Linked DNA regions of Mus musculus: region 1 is linked to region 2. A link is a contact called in public HiChIP or PLAC-seq data. All regions are on one chromosome and are shown on one strand. The core of a region is the stretch at or near the end of the contact, and the rest is flanking DNA. Distances in the headings are between cores, read along the strand shown. Region 1 overlaps Gatad2a (GATA zinc finger domain containing 2A). Region 2 holds the start of Gmip (Gem-interacting protein).

Region 1 (5,346 bases), core at 187-2,686, 130 kb before region 2:
AGGCCTTTCCTACCATATTTACCAGTGGAAAACTGAGGCACCTGGAAGGAGGTATCCCTCCATTAGGATGCAGAATCAGAGGGCTTTCCCATCAAGCCTGCTGGAGATGTGAGCTGAGGTTCTCTGCAGGGCTATCTATACTCAATGCCAGATGTCTCAGTGGAGCTGTCCCTTGGATCCTGCCAGAGCCCAGCCAGACTTTTTTTTTTTCTCTTCCCTTTCCCAAGTGAACTCTGGGTTCTCTGACTTTCCCTAGGCTGGTGTCCTATAGTGTTTAGTAAGACCTGGCTTCTGAGCGGTCCCTTTAAGAGGGCCTTGTCCCAGACTCAGCTGTGGAATGCCAGTAAGCTGTCCTCTTGTCTCTGTGAGGGTTAACAACACTTCACTTCAGCTGTGTTGTCTGGAACCGGTTCAGACTGGTTCTCTGGAAAGTGCTTTGTCTCTCTGACTGCATCCTGGGAAGGGTCATGTGGAGCCCAGTGATGTCATGGGATCAAAAACTGACTCAGCGTTTTTCTCCCTTTTCTTTGAATCAAGATAAATGTGTGCCACATGTACAGGGCCATGGTGGTGGCACTTTGGGATGGACCGGTCCATACTGTGCTCAGAGTGTATGTCTGCCAGCCAAAAAGCTTAGCATGACCCTCACTTCTGGCTCCCTGGGGGGCTCAGGCACACAGCACCTGAGGTCACCTCTATCCAGGTCCTACACACACCATTACAATACAGATGCCAGGCCCCTGGACTGGTTTTCAGACCCATAATAGGCACCGTTCTTCCACAGAAGGGCCCTGTCCAGTAACAGCTGCCACTGCTTTTCTCCCACTTGGATTCCATGGCTTCTCAGAGCTGGCCACACCCAAGAGGCCTGTGGGACTCCTTCCTGCCCAGCCATCCTAAGGGTGTGAGGGGCGTCTATGGCCCTGTCTTTGTTGTCCCTTCTCTAGTTAGCTGCCTCTGAGGAAAAGAAAACCGCACTTCAAACTAAACTTGTCAGAAGGGGTTCAAATGCTATATCCTCCCTTTCGCATACAGAATGAGTGAAGAAGCATGCCGAACCCGCAGTCAGAAGCGCACCCTTGAACCTGACCTAACGGAGGATGATGTGGAGAACAAGAAAATGAAAATGGAGAAAGGGTCATCAGAGCTGACAGTGGACGGAGACAGCAGGGTGATGCCAGAGCCGAGTGCAGGCTCAGCCCAGGGGTTGCTGAGGACAACAGAGGCCATGGGCACAGGATCTGGCGAGGGGCTGTTAGGAGACGGGCCTGTGGACATGCGCACTTCACACAGGTGAGTGAGAAAAGACAATGGGCTGGGTTGGAGCCTAGCAGAGGCTGGTACAGGGCAGGATGTCCCTGAGTCCTAGGCTGGGACACTGTCAGTGGCAGGTTCATGGGTTCATTGGGGAGGAAGTCCCCTGTATTTATTTAGTGGGTCTGCCATCTCTTGGATTGTGGGAGGACTGAAACATTCCTTTGGTGGGAGTGCCTCAGGGAGGCCAGGCTACCACACTTTGTGTCATTCCTCAAAGGAGGAGCCTCCCTATTCTGCCTGGCTTCTGTTATCTCTTCTGTGGGTTTCTCCTGTATATCACTAATTAGTTCAAGGGAACTTTCCTGAAACCCAGGCTTCCTTCTTTTGGTTTTTTTCAAGACAGGGTTTCTCGGTATAGCTCTGGCTGTCCTGGAACTCACTTTGTAGACCAGGCTGTCCTCAAAACTCAGAAATCCGCCTCCCAAGTGCTGGGATTAAAGGCGTGTGCCACCACCGGCCGGCCCAGAACCCAGGCTTCTTGACACTCATAGGTAAAAGGCTAAAGGAAGTCAGACTCAACCTTTTTCTCCCAGCAGCTACATTACCCTTTCTTCAGAACATTCTAGAATGGAGCATTTACCCCAGATTCTCACTGAGGACTTTCCCTGACTCCCCTTCTGTCCACTGGGATCCTGTACCTTTGGGGTCCTCATCTACCTCATGTGTATACTCGGTGAGGTCGGTCCAGCACTAGTGGAGTGCAGGAGGGAGCTAGTTCTCCACTTGGTGCCTGAAGTGCACAGCGGTTTCAGTCTTCAATTTTCTGCAAAATCTGGTGTTGGGATCCTGAGGGCTTCCAGATTTGCCGCTGTGCCATAGAATCCTGAGGACTTGTGAGTTCCTTGTGAAACTGGAATATCCCTTTTATTGAGAACATTCTGTGAACTTGCCATTAGAAAGGCTTCTCTCATCTGGGCACACGTGGCAGGATCTGCCCATCATCCCAGGAAGCACAGACAGGAAGCTGAGGAGTTCAAGGTCATTGTCAGAGAGCGACATACGGAGTTGCAGGCCAGCCTGGAGCACAGAAGACCCTGTCTTAGTAACCATCCTCTTGCTCACTCAGAAACTTCTCTCCCTCTCTGACTGCTTTCTGCTGTACTAGGGGCGTATTTTAGAATAAGTCACAGTGATAGGCTGAGGCTCCTTTTCCTCCCTCAGACTTTGTGGGTCCTCAGCTCAGTCTTTCTGGTGAGACCTCTGATAGGAGAGCTCCTGAAGCAGATGGGGAGGGAGTTGTTGGTTCTTTGGGGTTATGCCAGGATGCTCCATGTTTTGCTTATTGTGGCCTGCTCCTTTGTGAGGTGGGATGGTGAAGTCCAAAGTTATAAGTGTTAAGATGTGAAAGATCCCTCTTTTATTGCCAAAATCCAGGGGTACACCAGGGCTCTGAACCTCTGGGGCCCTACCAGAGCTGTTGGTTTCCAAGCTGTCCTTTAGATGTTTTTTCTTGAAGTTTTTACTGGTGACTTCTTACGACATACGTAGTATTTCAGGATAATCTGGGGAACAGATCACCCGGATATCCTGGATTGAGGGCTGCCTAGAAACTAGAGGACCCCCCACCACCACCACCACCACCACCACCACCCCCCGGGTTCTGGCTGCATGCAGGTGTAAGAGTGGAAAAGAAACCAAACCCTGAAGGTCAGTGGGCAGGGTGAGGGCTAGGCCACATGCTGCAGCTCTGCTTGGGCAAAACGTCTCAGCCACATTTCTTCCTGGTGAGATAGTCACTCTGCTTTGCAGGTTGATGAAGTGACAGGAAGGAAGTGTGTTCTTGGTGGCAACCTCTGCAGTATGGGAACAGCCCTGTTTTCTATGTTTGGTCTTCCTTGGGTGTCTGGCCAAGGACACCTTTAGGGATCTCCCTCCAGCATAGTGTGTGCTTCTATGGGTGTCAGACAGGAGTTGGGTTCCAAGCAGATTCATGTAGTGAGTGCATTCACCCAGGGTAGTGAGGGTTAAGGTACTGTTGCTTTGAGCTCACCATAGCAATTTATTAGATGTATACAGACAAGGCCTTGCAGGCTTAATGCCATATATTTCCTTGTTCTACCAATATGGCTTTTTTGTAAACAATTTTTATTAGATATTTTCTTCATTTACATTTCAAATGCTATCCCTGGTCCACTATACCCTCCCCCCCACCCAGCTCCCCAACCAACCCACTCTGACTTCCTGGCCCTGGTGTTCCCTTGTACTGGGGCATATAAAGTTTGTAAGACTGAGGGGTCTCTCTTCCCAGTGATGGCTGAATAGGCCATCTTCTGCTACATATGCAGCTAGAGACACAAGCTCTGGGGGTACTGGTTAGTTCCTATTGTTGTTCTTCCTGTAGGGTTGCAGACCCCTTCAGCTCCTTAGGTACTTTCTCTAGCTCCTCCATTGGGGCTATGTGCTCATAGAGGCTGAAAGTCAGCCTCGGTTGGCTACCATTCATCAGAAACTGTCCATCTTATTTCTTAAAACAGGGTCTCTTACTGATCTGAGACTTGGCAAGTTGGTCAGGCTCTTGAGACAGTGAGCCCCAGTGACCCCATCTTTATACTTGTCCCCAGTCCTCAGAGTATAGGTGCCACCAGGTCCTGCTGTTTCCTCAGTGCCTGCTTTGTAGCTTTCAAAAGTGTGTGCCTTCAGGTCAGCCCAGACTAAGAGGGGAGCATGGATAATGCTCTGGTGTTATTGCCGTTTCCCTCCATTTCCTGATTGGACAGCTTAGCGTCCAACAGATGAGCTTTGTTTGTTTGTGGATTTTATGTATCTGTCTGTTCTCTTTGATGCCTGGCTTTTATTCCACAACAAATGTGTGAGATTCATATGCACTGTTTCATAGTACAGACAGTGCCCTCTGTCCCTGTGGGTTTTTGCACTAATGTTTTCAACAATCACAAATCAGAAATAATGAGTGTGCTGGGCTGGATGCAATAGTAGTAATATATTCCTTACTGCTATGACAAAATATCTGATAAAACCTGCTTAAGGAGAAAAGAAAAGTTTAGTTGGTTAATGGTTTAAGGATATAATCCACTGTATCATGGAAGCCTGCACATGTGACGACATCTGGTCAATAGTGGTTTTGTGATCAGAAAGCAGAGAATAATGAATAATAAAGCTGGTACACAAATTGTCTCTTCCTTTATTTAGCATTGGACCCATTCCGTGGTATGGTGCTTTTACTCACAGTCTTCCCTCCCCTTACTGACAGGCTGGAGGTATGTCTTTTAGGTGATTTCTAAATTCATCAAGCTAAAAGCTAAGATTAACCATTCACAGGTAGAGCATAGAGCCCTGAGGTTAATGCCTACTACCAAAAAGAAAGGGTGTACAATTTGTACCTATACTAAGCATGTGTGGACTTTCTATTTGCTAGTTCCTAAGCAGTGTGATGTGCCTGCTTACAGCATTCATGCTAAGTCAGGTGTTTGAATGATGCATAGCACAGCATGTAGAGATTCTGTGTAAACAGTCGTGCTGCGTTATACCAGAAGTTGGGAACCTCTCAGATCTGGGGTGGGGAGGAGACCTGGTACCAAGGATTTTGGATGTATGCTTCTGGAATTTCTTTTCTCTTTATGTATGTATGTATGTATGTATGTATGTATGTATGTATGTATGTATGTATGTATGTATATGTGGTGGTATGGTACCCAAGAAGGGGTGTCATCTCACTGAAGCTGGAGTTTCAGGCAGTTGTGAGCTGCTTGATGTCAGTACTGGCAATCAAACTTTGGTTCTCTGCAAGAGTAGTGTGTGCTTTTAATTGCTGAACCATTTTTCCATACTGCTTCTAGAATTGTATTTGGTTCTTTCAAAACTGGCACCTGGTGGTGCACACCGTTTTTGTTTTTGTTTTTGTTTTGTGTGTGTGTTTTGTTTTGTTTTGTTTTGTTTTGGTTTTTGGTTTTTCGAGACAGGGTTTCTCTGTATAACCCTGGCTGTCCTGGAACTTACTTTGTAGTCCAGGCTGGCCTTGAACTCAGAAATCCGCCTGCCTCTGCCTCCCAAGTGCTGTAATTAAAGGTGTGC
Region 2 (5,410 bases), core at 2,039-4,538:
TCCTTCTTTCTTCCTAACTTGTGTTAGGGGGAACAAATGGGGGTGGGGCGTGAGGGTGCTGGGAGTAAAGGGTGGGAAAAAGAAGAACCCACAAAACCGCAAAGACCGGCCATAAGATCTTTTACCTTCTGAGTTATCTGCTCTCCCTGAAACCAATCCTCCCTGATGCCCTCTCAAATGAAAGCACTATTCTGTGTGTGTTGCAGCCTCACAGAATGCGGGTTGAATCTCAGTGAAGGAACATTGGATAAGATCCTGAGCATCTCTGGGCTCCAGCTTCCTCCCAAGTCAGACTACAGAGGGGCTACCTCCCGGGCGACACGGGAGGGCTTACCTGGTAGTAGTCTCTCTTCTGTTGGGCCACTGTCTCCAGGGCCAGGGCTCCCAGGCTGAGGTCATGCTCCAGAAACAAGGTGTAGATGTACTGGAGTGGCATTTGGCTCTGGGGCGGAATGCGGGGCTAGCTCAGGAACTGACCGGATTGGGGGGGGGGTGGAGGATCTGGGGAGTGGGGGGTCAGGCTGGAGAGGGCTGGTACCTACCTGCTGGAGAATGGACACCTTGCCAGCCTCAGCGAGCTTCATGATACTCTTAGCAAACTCGAGCTCTAGGAGGAGGAGAGACAGTGGTCTACAAGCAGCTGGGGTTTGGGTCCTGCTGCCATCAGGGGCCGGGCAGAAGGAAGCCTCACCGTAGTTGGCTCTCTTGTCTGTCCAGGCCAGCAGTTCCTTGGCATAGCGGCTCCATGCTTTAGCATACTCCAGGGCAGCATCTACACCACCCTTGGTCCGAATGAGTCGCAAATCCAGTTCTTCCTCTGGGATAAATAGGGAAATCCTTGAGCCCAGCTTCCCCCTCCCCCGTGGAAGCCTTCCCTGAAACCCAAGACCGGACCCATGGCTTCTGTTCCATACTTCATGGCTCCCTAAAGCTCCCTTTGGAATCATGATGATGATTTACAAATTCTCTACTAAGACTGGGGAATCCTTTAGGATAGGGCGTGGATCCACTGTGGGCTCTGCCCTGTCCCCTGCATCTGGCACAGAACAAGATCTGAGATGTCTCAATGAAGAAACAATCTTACTCCCCCACTCTTGTCTGACACCCTCCCCTACCTGTGAGGGGTGCAGGACCTTCTGGGGAGAGATCCCGCCAACTACTGGCTTCACTGTTCTAGGGTAAGAGGATGAGAGACAGCATCAGGAGGGAGCAAAACAGCAAGCAAGTGGGCATGGAGCACCCTGATCCTGTCCCTACCTCCTCAGTCACCACTGTGGCTGTGTCAGCTTTGTCAGGCTCCAGGTCTTCTCTGCGTACAGGGTCTCCAGCCAGGGGATCAAAAGTTCTGAGGGTGGGAAAGATACTGGTGTCAGGAAGCCATTTCTGTCCAAACTCTCCTTTGTTGGGGAAAAGTCCTGGGGCACTAGGACAGTTGAGGGAGAAGGAAGAGGTAATCTTTGCTGTTATCTGGGATTTAGAAGGTGTGATCTGAGAATGTAAGGGGAGCCAGGCTGCAGTTTGTTTTGAAGCAGAGGCTCTTGTCTCCTGGCAGGCCGTCAACTCAGTGTTGGCTTGATTCTCAGCCTCTGCTTCCTAAGTGCTGGAATTACATTCATGCAGCAACACCCTGGTTGGTTTATGCAGTACTATGGATGGAATCCAGGCCTTTGTGTATGTCGGAGCCGCATCCTATCAATTGAACCTCACCCCCCTGCCCCTTCCCTAATGTGGCACAGGCAGGATTAAATCCTGGGCCTTGTGAATGTTATGCACCTGCTACATCCCCAGGTGAGGTTCTTTCCTAAAAGTAAGACTTGAGAAAGGGTTGGAAGGGCCATAGGCAATTTAGGGGCTTACGGAATTGACACTCATAGCTGCTTCTACCATTTTTAAAGGAATCATGAAGTTGCATGTGTGTGTCTCAGGATCATCTGTCTTTAAGATAGACCCCCAAATACCTATGTATCTAGAATACCAGAGGGCCCAGTTGTTTGGAGGGGGGGGCTCCTGTCTTAGGCTCAGGAGGTTGGAAGTCAGGGTGTCTGGATGTGGGGCAGCATGATACCCAAATAATTAGGGAGCTCTGCCCAATGTGGTGACACAGGCTCAGACTCACACGTTCCCCAATGATATCTCGAGGTTGTCCAGGCTCTGGAAGATGTCACTGTATCTCTTCCTGCCCTCAGGAGCTGGGGTTAGCTCTGGGGGAGGGAAGTGTAAGAAAACATGAGCCAACCAGTGTCTCTCTCCACCCATTAGTAGTGGCAAAGCAATCCGAATGTACCTCAACAACCACTCTCAAGCAGAGGTGGGAAGGGGGGCGGGCGGAGAGGGGAGAGAAGGAGGGGGGAGGGAGGGGGACAGAGAGAGAGAGAGAGAGAGAGAGAGAGAGAGAGAGAGAGAGAGAGAGAGAGAGAGAGAGAGAGAGAGAGAGAGAGAGAGAGAGAGAGAGAGAGAGAGAGAGCGCTTCGGTGGGGTCATTTCTGATTCCACAGATGGATCCAGGTAAAATCTCAGAGAAGCGTTTGCTCACAGCCACAGGGACACCATGCATGGGAGGACCCATAAGCAAAGGAAGGAAACAGATGCAGCTGCCATATGAATGCTGGAGTAGAGGGCTGGCTTGACAATGGAGCCACATGGACCCCAGGCCAGACAGATGGAAAAGCACGTGGGACACACAGGCACTTAGCCTGCGGTATAAACACACGCGAGTACCGCTGAAACCACGAGGGACAGGACTGAATGACACTCGATACACAAAGACAGCCGGAAACATAACCCAGTTCTAGCCACAATTCTGCCGCCGCCCCCTAGCCTGATGCCTCGGGGCTACCTGCAGGAATATTGGCCATGACACCCTGCCCCCATCCATCCTACGATCAGAAGCAGAAGCGGCCACTTCCCCTTCCTGGGCCCCTTCCCCCAGGCATCCGGGGTGCCCGCTCTGGCGGGCAATCCGAGGGCTGAAGGCTGGCGTCGTGAGCACTGTGCGCTTCAGGGGTCTCCAAGGTGCTCGGGGATCCCCTCGTTCCTTCCCCTGTCAGTACTCCTTTCCCGGCTGTCAGATAGCTCAGGGGTAAGTTGGGTTTTCTGGTTTAGGAACTGAGGAGCGGTGGTGGGAGGCCCCCCCCCTTCGGTCCCCACCCCGTACCTGTCTCCGCTGAGTCCATGGCGATGCCCGGGGGCAGGGGGTGGGGTGGGGAACGCGCGGCAATGCTGAGAAAGGGACAGGGCTGCGCGCCGCCCGGGACCAGCCCGATTTCCTGCCTCTGCCGACCCAGTGGTGTCGCCCCGCCCCAGCTATGCCACGCCTCGAGACGACCACGCCCCTCCCGGAAGTCGCCATCGCATTTGACTAGCTTCCAGAGTTTACCCCAGTAGAGGAGCCCCAGCGAGCCAGGGGTCCCTTCTGTAGATTTCTGTAGCACCCTAAGTCCCTGTAGCACTCTTCCAGCAAGCCGGGGATGTCTGCCCCAGAACATTCCACACCCAGCGACTAGATTTAACTCCCCGCCTAGGCTTTTAGATCCAGGGCACTCCTGTGAAGAACTGCAATGAAGGACTGCAATAAACCCCAAATCTCCAGGGCAGGCTTATTTTGTTTGTTTTGTTGTTTTGGAGACAAGTGTCTCACTATGTGGCCTGGCTTGGTTTATTTGGTGTGTGGGACTGATTAGCCTCCAACTCAGAGATCCCCTGCCTCTGCCTGCTGAGATTAATGATGCACACCAGGGCTGGAGAGATGGCTCAGCAGTTAAGAGCACTGTCTGTTTTTCCAGAGGTCCTGAGTTCAATCCCTAACAACCACATGGTGACTCACAACCATCTATAATGAGATCTGATGTCTTCTTTTCTGGTTCAGCATGAAGAGAGAATAAATCTTCAAGTAAAAGTGCAAACCACTGTCTAAGTGGGTGAGGCTCCTGAGGTGGTCGGCTCCCTTTCAAAGCAGTCAGTGGTTTTAGGGCAGGCAAGGCCACAAACACCTTGCACTGTGACCTCCATGCATGTAAGGAGGCTATCCACGGTGGCCAGTGACAGTGCGCCTGACAAGAGAGAGGATGTGCACGACACTAGAAAACCTGAGGTCCTAGGTCCAGGAACGCCCGCAGAGGGTGTCTCTCTCCTCTGGGCCTGTGGTAATCCTAGGCCCTTGAGTGACCACCTGGCCCCTCCAATTCCCAGGGGGCCCTGTGTGGCACAGATATAAGTGGCAGCAAGCTTTATAAAATTGCAGACGCCGATTTATTTACCAAAGGTGCTAGCCAGGACTCTTCTACTAGCCCGGCCAGCGGATGCCCACAAGGGTCCCAACTCAGTCTTCCAAGAGCAAGGCAGGGCTGCCTCACTGTGGAGATGGGAGCAGTGCTCCCTCCTGGGGCAGCGGCGGTTTTCCTGTTCAGTGGCAGCCAGGGTAGGCAGTGGATACCAGCACCATCTTCTCAGGAAGGCACTCTCAGCTTCGGAGTCCCCAAAAAGAACTGTAGGACACGGTCAGCCAGGAGTGCCAGGCAGAAGTCCAGGGCCAGGACCTGGCCGATGACCAGCTTGAACTGTCAAGAAGGAAGCAGGCTGAGCTGGGTCTGTGGCTGAGCTGGGCCAGGCTGGGCCAGGGCCACTGCTCAGAACCACTCACCTCTACAGGGATGTCCACAAGGCCAAACTGGCTGTTGAAGTCAGGTGAGGAACCAAGGAGCAAGCCAATGATGGCCAGCAGTGACACTGCCAGACTCCACACCAGGGGCTTGTTCTCAGGCAGGCTCTCCATGAAGGGTGGGCCCTGCAATGAAAAGATACAGCTGCTTGGGGAGGGCGGGTTGAGCAGGTCAGGCCAGGTGGAAGTGGACAGGCACAGGGCCTCACCTTGTAGTTGATGGCGAAGGTGGCCATCTGCATGGCCATGGCCATGATGTACACAGTGCTGTTGACCAGGCTCGGCTCAAACTCCTTGTACAGGTCTACAAACTGCTCCTGCCTGCAGGGGTACGTGGGTGTCAGTACCCCTCTCCTGCTCAGGCACCCACTGTAGCTTCCCGCTGCCTCCTCCTCTTCCTGGAACCCCACTTACTTCTCAGGGCTGCGTGCCTGGGCCTCACGGTACAGGTAGACCAGGCTCAGGAAGTGGACAGAGAATTGCAGCATCACCGTAAGGATGGTGTACAGGTTGAAGATGTTGGGTAGGGGCCGCTCTCGGGAAAGAGTCTTGAGAGGCTGTGGGGCAGGACTGACAGTCAGCCAGCATACTCTCAACAGTGAGGGGATACTCCTGCCTCAGGCATCTTGTTTGGTCCAGACCCAGGGGCTACCTATGTCCAAAATAGTCTGTATGCTATGGTAGCAATGGAGGGCTGTCAGGAGACAGATTTACTCTCTATTCCCACAAATGCAATCAGAGCCTTGGGCCTGG

Evidence for each region. HiChIP or PLAC-seq counts read pairs in DNA pulled down with a chosen protein or histone mark.
Region 1: an H3K27ac HiChIP or PLAC-seq map of extraembryonic endoderm stem cells shows a contact between it and region 2. The contact joins the enhancer-like site here to the promoter of Gmip in region 2. A contact is called at or near these places in 1 of 39 promoter capture datasets (macrophages), 2 of 484 Hi-C or Micro-C datasets (female germline stem cells and spermatogonial stem cells), 3 of 115 datasets of contacts at active chromatin or transcription factors (embryonic stem cells, extraembryonic endoderm stem cells and microglia) and 3 of 9 other capture datasets (adipose tissue, liver and pancreatic islet).

The regions. Positions count from the first base shown.
Region 1 is chr8:69,931,726-69,937,071 of GRCm38.p6, reverse strand. Gatad2a (GATA zinc finger domain containing 2A) reads left to right here. Exons shown (of 13, transcript NM_001113346.1): 3 at 1,036-1,293. The coding sequence starts at 1,037. Among named protein-coding and RNA genes, the nearest start is that of Tssk6, 32 kb to the right of the region's middle. Within about 2 kb of position 1,436, at least 201 of the 459 cell types and tissues checked have an H3K27ac peak or open chromatin away from gene starts, as enhancers often do. A contact at or near this core is called in adipose tissue, embryonic stem cells, extraembryonic endoderm stem cells and 1 more, where this site is marked.
Region 2 is chr8:69,806,565-69,811,974 of GRCm38.p6, reverse strand. Gmip (Gem-interacting protein) reads right to left here and starts at 3,288. Exons shown (of 21, transcript NM_198101.1): 1 at 3,155-3,288; 2 at 2,117-2,201; 3 at 1,258-1,345; 4 at 1,116-1,173; 5 at 692-817; 6 at 543-607; 7 at 335-442. The coding sequence starts at 3,173. It overlaps Atp13a1 (ATPase type 13A1), which reads right to left. Exons shown (of 26, transcript NM_133224.2): 23 at 5,072-5,214; 24 at 4,867-4,978; 25 at 4,640-4,783; 26 at 4,226-4,556. The coding sequence ends at 4,446.